Linked DNA regions of Arabidopsis thaliana: region 2 is linked to region 1. A link is a contact called in public capture Hi-C data. All regions are on one chromosome and are shown on one strand. The core of a region is the stretch at or near the end of the contact, and the rest is flanking DNA. Distances in the headings are between cores, read along the strand shown. Region 1 holds the start of AT1G30960 (GTP-binding family protein). Region 2 holds the start of TRM9 (DUF4378 domain protein).

Evidence for each region. Capture Hi-C pulls out chosen DNA fragments and counts their contacts.
Region 2: a contact with region 1 is called in a capture Hi-C map of root, with 5 times the contacts expected there. A contact is called at or near these places in 1 of 26 Hi-C or Micro-C datasets (root) and 1 of 3 other capture datasets (root).

The regions. Positions count from the first base shown.
Region 1 is chr1:11,038,301-11,042,397 of TAIR10.1, reverse strand. AT1G30960 (GTP-binding family protein) reads left to right here and starts at 2,314. Exons shown (of 7, transcript NM_102835.5): 1 at 2,314-2,939; 2 at 3,136-3,225; 3 at 3,333-3,478; 4 at 3,812-3,970; 5 at 4,065-4,097. The coding sequence starts at 2,421. It overlaps SUF4 (zinc finger (C2H2 type) family protein), which reads left to right. Exons shown (of 7, transcript NM_102836.3): 4 at 382-791; 5 at 885-1,027; 6 at 1,141-1,194; 7 at 1,714-2,148. The coding sequence ends at 1,785. It overlaps AT1G06397 (a small nucleolar RNA gene), which reads left to right and starts at 1,677; the gene lies at 1,677-1,822.
Region 2 is chr1:11,314,807-11,318,751 of TAIR10.1, reverse strand. It overlaps TRM9 (DUF4378 domain protein), which reads left to right and starts at 2,170. Exons shown (of 7, transcript NM_102896.3): 1 at 2,170-2,349; 2 at 3,112-3,945. The coding sequence starts at 3,553. AT1G31620 reads right to left here and starts at 1,811. Exons shown (of 4, transcript NM_102897.1): 1 at 1,745-1,811; 2 at 1,490-1,583; 3 at 1,200-1,296; 4 at 858-935. The coding sequence starts at 1,811. The coding sequence ends at 858. It overlaps AGL86 (AGAMOUS-like 86), which reads left to right. Exons shown (of 1, transcript NM_102898.1): 1 at 1-224. The coding sequence ends at 224.

The DNA.
Region 1 (4,097 bases), core at 1,065-3,564:
ATGCTAAATGATGGGGAACTTTTTTTCTTTTAGTTCTCTTGATGCAAAAGGTTCTTGGTTTCTTTAGTTTGTCTCTGTCCTAGAACTTTTCTACTTTTGTTCTTCTATAAGACCACTATAACACCCGTAGTAAACATTTTTTGAAATAGATCGTTATCTAAGATATTGTTGCACTTAACCAACTATGACCCATAAGGTTCTTAGTTTCCCTAGCTTGTTCTCGTGATTTTTCAGGATAGAACTTTGTCCTAGAACCATTCTTTTGCTCCTCTTCAAGACCACAATAACACCTGTAGTAAACAGTTTTTTGAAATAGTTCATGATCTTAGATATTGTAATATGTATGGCTATTGACCATGATAAAATATTTCGTGTTAGCAGGTATTATCCGGGTCCTCCTATGCGTCATCCTGCTCCTGTATGGCAAATGCCACCTCCTCGTCCGCAACAATGGTATCCTCAAAATCCAGCTCTTTCTGTACCTCCAGCTGCCCATTTAGGGTATCGACCACAACCACTTTTTCCTGTTCAAAATATGGGGATGACTCCAACTCCAACCTCAGCTCCTGCCATACAACCATCACCAGTCACTGGAGTAACTCCTCCTGGAATTCCTACATCATCACCTGCAATGCCAGTTCCTCAACCTCTGTTCCCTGTTGTGAATAACAGCATTCCTTCTCAAGCTCCACCATTTTCTGCTCCTCTGCCTGTTGGTGGGGCTCAGCAACCATCTCATGCAGATGCTTTAGGATCAGCAGATGCTTATCCGCCTAACAATTCTATTCCAGGTTCAATCCCAAGTTCGTAGAATCATTGACTTACATTTGGTTTAGCTGTTTTGTATCAAATTGTAATATCTTTTTCATGTTTTGTTGCCGTAGGTGGGACTAATGCTCATTCTTATGCCTCTGGCCCAAACACTAGCGGTCCTTCAATTGGTCCACCTCCTGTAATTGCAAACAAAGCTCCTAGCAATCAGCCTAATGAGGTCTATCTTGTATGGGATGATGAAGCGATGTCTATGGTTAGTTTATTCCTAATTTCTTATGCATCATGTTGGAATGGTTACAATTGGAAAAGTTTCGAGTAATGAACCATTTGGTTTTCCAATCTGACGCAATGTGTCTGTATCTGCAGGAGGAAAGAAGAATGTCCTTACCAAAATACAAAGTGCACGATGAAACCAGCCAGGTAAGTTCTGATTTACCCTTTTTAAAGTTAAGAAGAGTTTGCTTTTGCAAGTCTAACCCATTCGGTAGGCTTTATTTATACATTTCTGTTCCAGATCCTATTGTTTCTGTGCTAAGAGGTACCACCGTATTATTCAGTTTATAATTTCTTCCCTTAGAATATGATAAGAAGGACTTAGGCAAGAAACTTGAGCATTTTGAATCAATGTTCGAAAGGTATCATTTGTAGCTTGCAATAGTAGGTAGTGAGAAACATAGCGTTTGTATCTGTTTGTTTTTCATTATATTTCCTGTCTATTGTATTGTATTAAAAATGTGGTGATTGGTTCCACAAGATCATACTCTACAGGTTTGGTTTCAAACCCAGGTCAGCTCTTTTTATATTCTTAACTCTGCAAAGTTTGGTACCTTTGCACAATCTCACTGCCTTGGGGAACCAAAACAATACGCACTTAACTCTTTCAAAATAAAGCATCCAACTTCTTAACTCAACACCAAGTTTGTTTCTTTTGGTTTGCAGATGAACTCGATAAATGCAGCGATAGACAGACGAATCTCAGAGAGTAGGCTTGCTGGGCGGATGGCGTTTTAGAATTTGGCACCAAACCAAACCAGCGTCAAAGAAAAGGCGATATGGATGAAGGCTTTGTTACAACAACAAGTCTTCACTCACTTTTGTTCAGATACTGAATTTATGATCTGATTTTAAGTTATTAACTTTCCATCTGTTGTATTCTTTAGCCAGGTGAGTTAGTTTACCATTACATTGTTTAGGGATCTCAGAGATGTTTTTTCTCAGAAGTTTAGTCCTTTTTTTTTTTGGTCGTTGGAGACTTGGAGGAAGAACTTTGTCTCCTTTTCTTCTGAATTGATCAAAGTATTATATTATACAGATTCACCCAAAATGTTTGCACCATGTTGTTCAATATTTTGCCAAAACAAAATTGACTAATATTCCTTCCATTAACTGTATATTCAAACTCCAATTGATACGATTAGTATGAATTTTTGTTGTATTGCTACTTTGCTAGTAGTAATTATATCGAATACAAAGTTAGGGACTACGTTGGATTTGTCAAAAAGTGAGGGGCCTATCTGTAATATTGAGTTACTTTGTCACCACTTCCCCAAAACATCAAAACCTCTAAAACCCTCGGAAGCCTCTTCTGTTACATTTCGTTCAAATCTGTACTTCTCCGAGATCGCTACTTCGCCATTGTTACAAAAATGAAAGCTTTTAGATCTCTACGTATACTAATTTCCATCTCACGAACGACGACGAAGACAACACCTCGTAATCCCCATCAAGCACAAAACTTTCTCCGCCGATTTTACTCAGCGCAGCCGAATCTAGACGAACCCACTTCCATCAATGAAGACGGATCAAGCAGCGACTCTGTTTTCGATAGTAGTCAATACCCAATCGACGATTCCAATGTAGATTCCGTGAAGAAGCCCAAGGAAGCAACTTGGGATAAAGGGTACAGAGAAAGAGTAAACAAAGCCTTCTTTGGAAACTTGACAGAGAAAGGTAAAGTGAAAGTTGCAGAAGAAGAGAGTTCTGAAGATGATGAGGATAGTGTTGATAGGTCAAGGATTCTCGCTAAGGCTCTCTTAGAGGCTGCGTTAGAGTCACCAGATGAAGAACTTGGTGAAGGTGAAGTTAGAGAAGAAGATCAGAAGTCGCTTAATGTCGGCATCATCGGTCCACCTAATGCAGGAAAATCTTCGCTGACTAATTTCATGGTTGGCTCATTTCCTTAATTTCACATTCCTGTGATTTGGTCTCTGAGAATCAATTGAGACATTGTGTATATGTTTATGTAGTGCTGCTATGACTCTTGATTAGTCCTAAAGTTGCAATTTTTGAAGTGATTGTGTATCTTTGTTTATTGCATCTTGATGAGAGTTATGCTTAGTGTTTCGTTATGTCCAAGTGTAGGTTGGAACAAAGGTTGCTGCTGCTTCACGGAAGACTAACACGACGACACATGAAGTGTTAGGAGTATTGACAAAAGGAGATACACAAGTCGTAAGTTTTCTCTTATATATCTGTTGCATATGTAAACTACTCGTTATGGTTAGTTGTGGAGATCAGCCATTCGTAGATTGAATTTTTGATATTTGTGAACCTTGCAGTGTTTCTTCGATACTCCGGGTCTGATGCTGAAGAAAAGCGGATATGGTTACAAAGACATCAAGGCTCGTGTGCAAAATGCTTGGACTTCTGTTGACCTGTTTGATGTCCTCATTGTTATGTTTGATGTCCATAGGCATCTCATGAGGTTAGTCGTTTACTAGTTTTTGTACTTTGTTAGCTTTACATAAGTTATCTCGGAACTGAGAGTAGTATGGTTATGAGCATCATCATCAAGTGGGGTATCTTAGGGTGGGATTATTATTTCTAGCTTCTCTGTTTCGATATCTTTCATATCTTGTTCATCTCTCCGAGATTATCCATAAGCTTGAGAACCGTAAACCGATGGGAAGACACATCTATTTCTTTCTTTTGAAGAAGGCATCATGACTGTGGTTTTTCATTAATTACAAGTAGAAATAGAGTTCTCTTAGACTTATTTTGTAGTTTGTGAATTCTGTTTTCTCTTTGATTTATCTAGTCCCGATTCAAGAGTGGTACGCTTGATCAAATACATGGGAGAAGAAGAAAATCCGAAACAAAAGCGCGTTTTATGTATGAACAAAGTTGATCTGGTTGAGAAGAAAAAGGATCTATTAAAGGTTGCTGAGGAGTTCCAAGATCTTCCGGCATATGAAAGGTGGATATATATATACCAGACTCAGTTTAAAAACAATTACCGGGGAAGTCTTCGAATTGATTGAAATGTGCTTTTTCCCTGTTTGGTTTTCTAGATACTTCATGATATCGGGACTTAAGGGATCAGG
Region 2 (3,945 bases), core at 921-3,420, 280 kb before region 1:
ATCCAAATCATCAGTATCCGTTTCAAGATGATCCATTCATGGAGATGTTGATGGAATATCCTTATGAACAAGTGGGTTATGCTGCAGAGCATGCACACATCCCTTTCATGAACGGAAACTACTACAACTACCACCAACCACCAACCGTTGGTCTTACTACCACCGGTCACATGCCTTCCAACAACGCCACCACCACCACCACCACCAACACCACCGTTGTGTGATGTGTTTCAGTAGTTTGCATTTGTGTTTTGTCCATTTCAAAAGACCAATCTCTAATAATGTCTTTTCTTTTCAGTTAATTGTTGTAAGAGTTGAAGGTTTTACCTTTAAGTCAGTTATATTTTTATGTATTGGGTAATGTATTTCTGCGCCGTAGAGCCGGATATTTCAATTATATTTGAAGAAGTTTGGTCATAAATTTGTTTTTACTTTGTTTTTTGTTCTTAAAATACATAACTAAATAGATCTGCTAAAATCAAATATATTTTGTTTCATAGAAAATCTTACTTTGGATATATTATTCGCAAAAACATCAATACTCTGTATATCTCTTTCTCAATCCATAATTTATTTACTTCCCACACCTACCTATATAGCGAGCAAATGAACACACTAAAGAAGTAAAAACATGAACATAAATAATGAACACACGTCTCAGCAAACCCAAAAGATTAACAATACAAACTGTAGCTTGTTTAGTGTTGAAAATTTGAAAAATCAACATGATAAAATAATGAAACTAAAATAAAAGGCAAGTTTTCAGTTATCTCTTACATTAGGATCCTACGAATCAAGTTAAATTAATTCTAGGATCCTTAAAAAAGCCAACACTCTGGACGTGTGGTTATGTGCGATCAGAACAAGAGATTCACGGGAGCCGGAGGTTCTTTCGAATCCATAAGAGCGCCTAAACTCTTCACTGTCTCCAAATCCTAGGAGCTTTAACTCTTCTTATGTTTTTTGTTTCAACATTGTAGTAGAAAATGTAGAAGGGTCGAAAATTGAGTGACAACCTCTTTGGGGCAATAATGATCTCACCAGCCTTGTTGGTGTCTGGAAATGACATTTTAGCACACTCAACATCATCCCAAAAAGAGGAGGGAAACACACATGTTTGCTTTGACCATTCATGTTTCTCGACGTCTTCTAGTATCCATAAATCGAAACTATGGAAACCGATCATAATGGTCGCTCACAATGGAAGCAAGCTTCCCTTTGTATTCAATGAATACTGCTTCACTTCCCCATTGCACAAAACCCTTAAGTGCATTGATAAAACTCAGTTTCTCAGTTCTAAAATGAAAACAAACCAAAACTGTCTCTTTAGTTTTGGTTAAGAAAGCAGCTTAGTAGAGAAAACCGTTGATGAATACACTCGCTTGATGACCCGCCCTATAAGGTAAAGGGGTATCTTTAATGTGTATCCATACTTCACCATCTCCCAATGTTCATAACTTGTTCTCCAGATGACCACTAGATATCATACCTTTTTCTCTTCAAGGATAATGCTTTGTGTTGATCATCAATAGGATCGTATCCCACGATCAAAGCAGTGGTAGCAGGTAATTTAACCGCGATTGCTTCGAGGACATAGAGAAGAAGTAATCAATGAACCCTCGGCTTCGGATGATGGATTGCCACATCTTTGACACGAATCAAAACTTCATAAGAGACTTGGCAGGCAATCTAGCTAGTACAACCATATTTAGATCAAGAGGGAGCGAATCTAAGTCTAACCTACTTGTGTTTGTGTCTTTCTCATCTTCCTCCCCGTTATCGTTATTACAATCTCGCTCGTTACATTTCATGGCGCCTCCTAAACAAACCCTAGATTTGATTCGGCAAATGACTTTAGTTTTTGTGGCTCTTCATTACAGACTTCGCAGGCAATCTAGATACTGTAGCGATATCGGACCTAACTTACTTCGGCTGCTACAAAATCTGTACGTCCTTGCGTTTCATGGAGATTCCTGACGAAGCCCTAGGCCTAGCTATTCCTTTCTCAAATTTCTTTTTTTTTTCTTTTAATATATTAATCAGCCCATGTGAATATCAAATGGGCCTAATGAGGCCCATAACTCAAGTTAGAACTGTCAAATGGTCATCTAACCATGGGCTAAACCCAATCCATAATGTTCGTAACTAAAACGGGTCATATGGTCTAAAGACCAATTTTGTCCACGGGTATAATGGGCTAACCCATACGGTCTATGGTTGGCCCATCAATTTTCTCAACACATCAGTTTTCTTCTCTTCTCTCTCACACGTCGACTTTGTTCTCTCTCGGCGACGAAGCTCTCTCTCTCTCTCTCTCTCGCTTCGACCTCTCTTTCGACTCCTACTCCGGTTAGTTCTATTAGAATATGAATCCGTTGATTAGAATAAGTTCTCTCTGAAATATGCGTTCATATGTTAGTCTCATCGATTTTGTTCTCTAAGTCCTGATGCAATTTCATCGCTTTGTTCTTTGCTATTCCTTAATTGTGATTCTGCATATGCTTTCTTTGATTTCAGCTTGTGGGTTTGTCCAAATTTCACTTATTTGCTATTCTTTGTTATTCTCTCTCTCCCTTCCTTTGATGCCAACCATGTGTTTGATGAAATGCCTCACAGAATATGTAGAGTTTGGTTTTGGTAGAGCTTGTAATTAATTGTGTAGAGCTTGGTGTTTATGTATGGAGCTAAGTGTGTGTTCGCTAATGTTTATGAACATTTCTTATAGCTAATTTCCACAATTAAGTAATCGTTTCTCACCACAATCCGTCACTTGTTTGACCAAACGTTGGAAATCAATTAAGTGATGACTAATTCAATAATACTCTTATTGTTGTGGGAATGAAAAAGACTAACACGAAATTGTTGCTGCCACTACTACTGAAGTCCAATAAGTTAGATCACTTTCAAGATTCTGAGAATCATACATCATGTGGATAACTAAAAACATTCCTTTAAACTTGTTTGAATTTGTCTGTGAACATACAAGATAGGGAAAATAAGTTATTCATGCAAGATACATTTATTTAACTACAGTTTTGAGGTTTTTCCATTTATGATACAACAAAAGTTCTAAGCTAATTTTGTTTTTGCTTGAATCTGTTTTGTTTGTAGGCTCCAGCTGAGCTTGAGAAGAGAAAGCACAAGCTCAAACGTCTTGTTCAGTCTCCCAATTCCTTTTTCATGGTAATGTAAATTTGAAACCTTTCTCCTTCTTTTGAACCCTTTAGGAACAAAGTCTCTGTGGTTAGAATCTATGTAACTACTCGACTTTGTGAATTGTATGTAAGTTTTGAGTCTGTGGGAGACGTGGGAGGTCATCTTCTTACTCTAGTTCACCAAGTCATCTTTTTTTTTGTGTGGGTTTCTCTGTTAAATCATTCTCCCTGTAGCCATTGTAGTCTCTTTTCTTTACTTGTAGGTGCATATAGAGAGTCTTAGATGCATGTTTGAGTTGTCACTGTTGATTACTTCATTTCATGTTGATGTTATGGTGTTATAAATAGAGCTTTTAACGAGATTGTGTGAAAATGCATTGTATATAAACATCATTGTATGGGCTGGCCATGGGCTGACCATTGGACAATGGTCCTTAATGGTCTTGGACAAATTTTCAGACCATTGTCCATTAAGGACCAACCATTAGAACCCATGAAAAAAATGTTCCAAGTGGACATGACCATTGGACTTTGGACAGCCCAATTGACACTTCTAACTCAAGTAAACGTCATCGTTTTTTTCATTGAACATATCGGCGAAGATACCTCGCCGTTATACGATCGGAGAAAGTTACAGTCTTTTATTCCGAGAATGGTTCAGCCGCGATTCGTCCGTCCGACGCAATCATCGCCATCTTCCATTTCTGGAGAACCAAATTCATCAAATCTATACGTCGCGAATTGTGGACCGGCGGTTGGACTAACACACAACGCAATCGCGGCGGTGTTC